Linked DNA regions of Zea mays: region 1 is linked to region 2. The links are chromatin contacts, called in public Hi-C maps. All regions are on one chromosome and are shown on one strand. The core of a region is the stretch at or near the end of the contact, and the rest is flanking DNA. Distances in the headings are between cores, read along the strand shown. Region 1 holds the start of LOC103640332 (probable galacturonosyltransferase 13). Region 2 holds the start of LOC103640243.

Region 1 (2,724 bases), core at 175-2,674, 300 kb after region 2:
ATAAAGTTGATGTTACAAATCCTCCGTATCACAAACGAGCTTTCTCTTCTCTTGCAAAGAAAGGATCAAAACGTTGTCCAAGCCATGTCTTTGGTTCTTGATGTGAGAACACGTTTGATAAATTTGAGAAATGATGGTTGGGAGCCATTGTTGGAAGAAGCCACAACATTCTACCTTGCAAATGATATCCCAATACCAAATATGAGTGATGTTGTACCACGATTTGGTCGATCAAGGAAAGGTGGGAGAAATAATATTACCACAGAGCATTTTTATCGTGTTGATACTTTCTATGCTGCTATAGATTCTATCACTACAGAGTTTGATCATCGCTTTAATGAGCTATCTCAAGAGTTGCTTGTGTGTTTTTCTTGTCTTGACCCAAGGGATTCGTTCTCTAAGTTTGATGTGGATAAGCTTGCTCGGCTCGCGGATATCTATTCTGATGATTTTTTTCTTTTGATGATTGCAAGACTATAAAAGATCAGCTAAGAACTTTTATTATTCATGTACGAAGAATTGAAGAGTTTAAAGCTTGTTGTGATCTTGCTAGTCTATCGAAGACAATGGTTCAGCTTGAGAGGCATATTGTGTTTCCACCGGTATATCGACTTATTGAGTTAGCATTGTTGTTACCGGTGGCGACTACAACAGTGGAAAGGGCCTTCTCAGCTATGAAGATTATTAAGACTGAGTTGCGCAACAAGATGTCCGATGGTTGGTTAAATGACTCGATGGTGTGCTACATTGAAAGAGAAATTTTTAAAGGATCGGACCTTCAGAAAATAAAGAAGGCATTTCAAAATAAGAAAACTAGACAAATGCAATCGCCTAGATCTCCTAGAACTAGACTCAACTAAAGGTATATTCTTATTTCACTTGTTCAACAATTTTTACTTCATATTGACATTCGTAACTCATTTTTTTCTTTTTTCAGATTTTATTCGCTATATGACATTTGGTTGTAAATGGATTGTAATCAAGATGACTATTAAATAAGGTATTTTTCAACATATATTACTTATTTTGTAGTTACAAGTTATTTTAAACTGTGTCATAAATTTTATTCTTCGTTGCGTTAGCAACACCTAAATTTTCTGGCGTCCTCCGCTACTATTGGGAGATATGGGTCCAATAGAAGCCCCTTGTGGTTATGTGAATGAGGTTCTACTTGCACGAAGGGAGTCAATGAAAACATGAGCTAATATCAATGGTCACTACCTCTATCGTGAAATGTTTGGTTGATGAGTGACAGATTTTAAACTAGGTTAAATTAATTTTTATTTGAAAAGTGGAAATGGTCCCGTCGATGCTCTTGGCATTGATCCTATTAGTTGATACACTTTCGTCGTTGATCGGTATATCTAGCATAATTATTTCTACGAGTAGATCATATGTGCACCTGTTTATTTAGATATATTTGTACATCTTTAAATTATAAATTGTTTCTAAAATTTCCTAAATAGACAGTAGGATTTACAAAAACTTCAATAAACGGTGAAAAGTCCATAGCCTGGCATCGTGCTGCGGTGTCCGAGTGATTCATCGTCTTCCCGGAACCAACAGGCCGCTGTTTGACTTTGACCCAACCACACCACGCGGGACGGGGCTCCGCCTCCGACCCCGCGCCGACCTAACGTGACCAACTCACTCAACCTCGCTGCCGTGACGTGCCGTACCGTGCCGCCCTGTCCATCGGGTCAAATCCCTCGTCGCTTCCTCTCCGCCTCCTCGCCACTTCTCCGCTAATCCCCAATCCGGAACCTCACCGCGGAGAACCCCAGATCAAACCCTTCCCCGCCCATTCCCACTTCCATCCTTCCAGTACGATCCGTTTCTTCCTTACTTCCCTGCTCATCCGAGGGTGAGGAAGGAGTCGGGCGAGGAATCCACCGCCGGGGTTTCTTGATCCGGGCGCGTGATTCGCCGCGCCCAGGCACCAGTGAGAAATCAAATCAAGAACGGGGTGGGGGAAGTGAGACGAGGGCGCGGGGAGCAATCAAGATCGCTTCTTGGAGCTTTCGGCCCCCCCGAGCCAATGCCGGATCCGGTTAGCGGCGCCCCCCGCTCCCACGGCGCCGGGCTGGCATGCCCCCTCTGAGCGCCCCCGCCTGCCTCCGCGGCTCCCGATGCTCGTGTGGTCTTCGGGAGCAGGAGAGGGAGCAGCGGCCGTCGTGGGCGGCGGCCAGGAGCGAGGATGCAGATCCGGCTGTCGCCGAGCATGAGGAGCATCACCATCTCCACTAGCCATGGCCTGCTAGACTTGATGAGGTTCAAGGTCGCCGCGCGACACTTCTCCTACCGCACCGTCTTCCACACCGTCCTAATCCTCGCCTTCCTCCTGCCTTTCGTCTTCATACTCACCGCCGTCATGACTCTCGAGGGCTTCAACAAGTGCTCTTCACTAGGTACGTACGCCAGCAGCAGCAGCGGTTGCTACTTCTGTTCTGAGACAGTGCATATAGCTACTCCCAATTACATTCTCCTAGAGATCACCCGTTACTGAAATGGCTGCCGTGTGCTGCTACTTCCATTCCTGAAATGATGTCAGTACTGAAACAGTTTGAGATAATGCATTGCTTGACTAACAATGCTCCGTGGGTATGTGGTAGCACGGGATGCCTGATTTGGTTGGTGGAAAACAGGAATGAGGCTGATAAACTTGGCTTTGTTGACCTGAATAATTGTTACGTTGCGCACATGTAACTGCATTGATCATGACTA
Region 2 (3,148 bases), core at 42-2,541:
CATCTCATACTACTTACCAAGTTCTCGGATGCAAAACGACGGTGTCTGAGAGATTCTACGAGCCGACCCTAAAGCTTCTGTATGTGTATCTCCCAAGAAACCGATCTACGAATGCCAGCTTATCAGTTCGTCTTTGTCATAAGCAGAAGAAAAGTCCAGGTAGTGTCAGCAACAAGAGACCTGTAATTTGTCATTTGTAGGACGTCAGGGAATGGGAAGAAAAAGAAGGCGTGAAGGGCCATAAATGCAAGCGACAAAAAATATTGAAGACGAGATCACAAACCACAGCAAACTACAGAGCCAGAAGGATTCCAAATAATGAAGCGCTAAAAATCAGAGCTTTCTGAAAAATCGCAACATCACAAGCACACTGCAAGGATAATATTATCAAACCAAAATCAAGAAAGTTGTCAGCTTTCCCACACTATTATCCAACCAAAACCACAACATCAAAAAGGACACAAATTTTTCGCACAGGCAAAATTTAGGCAGGAGTAGAACATCATATGGCCAATAAGCAGAGGGGAGAACCTCCAAGAACAAGACTTCCGACCCCGAACTCATCCGCTGAAACAATGGCGGCCAGGCCAGAATAGAACAGAGGGAAGCAGCCAAGAACAGGAGATAATCCGTCCCCTCAACTGCTCACCATGTCACGGGGGGGCGAAGCCCACCGGCCGCATTGGAACTGCCATGATCCAACAAAAGATTCCGCCTCTCCCCACTTCCTCAAACAAGGAGACAAGGCCAACCAACCAAACAGCAACACCTATAAACAAGTACTAATTTATCGCCATCCACATGGACAGAGATACAATCCTCCGTCACTAGGCCATGGACGGGAGCAGACCCAGATGCAGACGACGGAGATTAGATTGGCCAGCAGATGACGGTGAGAGGGATCTTCTCCTCCTCGGCTCCCTCTCTCTCCCCTTTCTCTATCTAGTGGAGAAGAAGAGAGAAAATGGGCTTCTCGAAGAACAGGAAAAGTTTGTCAACTTCTGGTCTTCTTATTCTCTGCCGGCTCCTCTTCTCTTGTAGGACGCCCTGGCGGAGTATATTGTTCTCACTCTACCAAGGTTTGGTGGTGGATAGGAGAAGGCATTGATTTTCTTCATCACTTTGCATTGGGGTTCGGGTGCAAAAAGCCATAAATTAGGGGCTTCTCTGTGCCTTTCCCATTCCTCTCTTTTTTTTCCTCCGTGGTGACTGGTGAGTTCAGCTTTTTGGACAATTGCAGACGTGGGTGATTTTCTGCCGATAGATTTGCAAATTTGGCATCGTTCTCATGGGCTGTGAGAATTTACCATTAACTCTATAATTTATAGACACGTATGGACCCATATACTATAGAGACGATTATAACAAAAAAACAAATTCAGCATAGATTTTCAATTATTCCATTCTTTGCCCTCTCACACACACTATCTCTCTTTCCCTCCCTCTAGGAGTGGCTGGAGTGCCTTTCTGACTTTCTCTCTCCTGTGCCTCTGGATTGGAGCATGGAGAAAGGAAAGGCAGGAAGATCATAAATGTAGCAGCACCGCTACATGCACACACCGAACCTGGAAAACCGCAACAGCGTAGTTCTTGTCCCCTAGCTGACCGGTGACAAATTCACAACTAATCACCTGATACCGAAAGGGGTGTCTTAGAGGGTGTTTGGTTTCTAGGGACTAATGTTTAGTCCCTTCATTTTATTCCTTTTTAGTATATAAATTGTTAAATATAGAAACTGAAATAAAGTTTTAGTTTCTATATTTGGCAATTTTAGAACTAAAATGGAATAAAATGTAGGGACTAAACATTAGTCCCTAGAAACCAAACACCCCCTTATCTTGTCGTTGATCTACACATATCAAGTGTTTCTTTCCTCGCTAATTTTGGTTTGGATTTATGTGCAGTGCATAAAGAAAGGCTGGAACAGGAGTCAAAAGCAGGAGCCGTTTCTTCAATTCATTTGTTTCTCCGGCTGCGTAAGCGTAATGGATGGTTTAATGAGAAGTTATGTCATTTTCCTGGACCTGGATTCGAAGGATTCCAATTGTACTCGCGTCCACTGTACTGGTCAATTCTTACAGGCAAGGACGGTCATTTACTAAAATCATTAGGCCATGTGTAACTCCATTTAGGGCCCGTTTGGCAAAGCTCCAGCTCCTGCTTCTTTAGCTCTAGATCCTGATCCTCGTGAGGAGCTGATCCTCCTGATTCTCCTAGAAAATCAGAATCATTTTTAAAACTGTTTGGCAAGTAAACTGATTCTTGTCTTCTGAGAGTTGGTGGTCTGTAGCGATTGTCTGTTTTACTCTTTGCAGTTCAACTTTATTACAAATCAATAAGTAGGATGCATATACGGAAAAATATATGAAACAATAACATATAAAATATTCCCATCATAGTAGTGCATAAAATGGTCTCAAATGTTTAATCCATAAATTGGCTCGTTATGTTTTTGTCCAATGGCAATTGCGGGTAATTTCGATCAAACTTTAAGGGGAGGTCCATATTTGGTTGGTTGAGGAGCTGTTTTAAGGGAGGGTGGAGCAGGTTTTTTTAGATCCCACCTTTCTTCACAAAAAACGACTCCTGATCTTTCGGCTCCACACGAGAATCAGTTTAAAAAATACTCGTTTGGCACGGCTCCTCTAGATCCTCGCTTAGAATCAGGAGGTGGAGCTGTGCCAAACGGGCCCTTAATATGGTCTATTGAGGGGGTTTTAAGGAGCTAATTGAAAAAATATAAGAGACGGGTTCTTTGTGAAGAGCTCGTCTCCTCACGACTCTCTATACATGTTGTTTCTTAGCTATATTTATTATCGAGAGTCTCATGGTTATATTGTGAAGTCTCTTAGTTGTCTTTTGTATTTTGAAAACCGAACAGGAGTCTCAGGGTTGTACATGCCCTTACACAACTTGGATGAAAATTGCACGGTACTGTGCATCGACACATGCCTACTGAGATGTTTGAATTGACGAAGTTTTTGCTCACCAAACCTCTATTTGTCTATTTATCACATACTACATAATAATCAAGACCAAGCCTGGAAAAATTTTAGGAGGACTGAACTAAATCGCTACAAAGATATAATCTCACTAAATCACTTATAATAGACTTGTAGTATTATATTAAAACATCGATGAACTAAAA

The links. A called contact is a pair of places that touch in the nucleus more often than the background predicts.
Region 1: a Hi-C map of leaf shows a contact between it and region 2, with 8 times the contacts expected there. The contact joins the promoter of LOC103640332 here to the promoter of LOC103640243 in region 2. A contact is called at or near these places in 6 of 25 Hi-C or Micro-C datasets (ear, endosperm, leaf and 1 more).

The regions. Positions count from the first base shown.
Region 1 is chr1:162,158,421-162,161,144 of Zm-B73-REFERENCE-NAM-5.0, forward strand. It overlaps LOC103640332 (probable galacturonosyltransferase 13), which reads left to right and starts at 1,425. Exons shown (of 6, transcript XM_008662937.3): 1 at 1,425-2,408. The coding sequence starts at 2,198.
Region 2 is chr1:161,862,979-161,866,126 of Zm-B73-REFERENCE-NAM-5.0, forward strand. It overlaps LOC103640243, which reads right to left and starts at 1,292. Exons shown (of 6, transcript XM_008662863.4): 1 at 650-1,292; 2 at 18-180.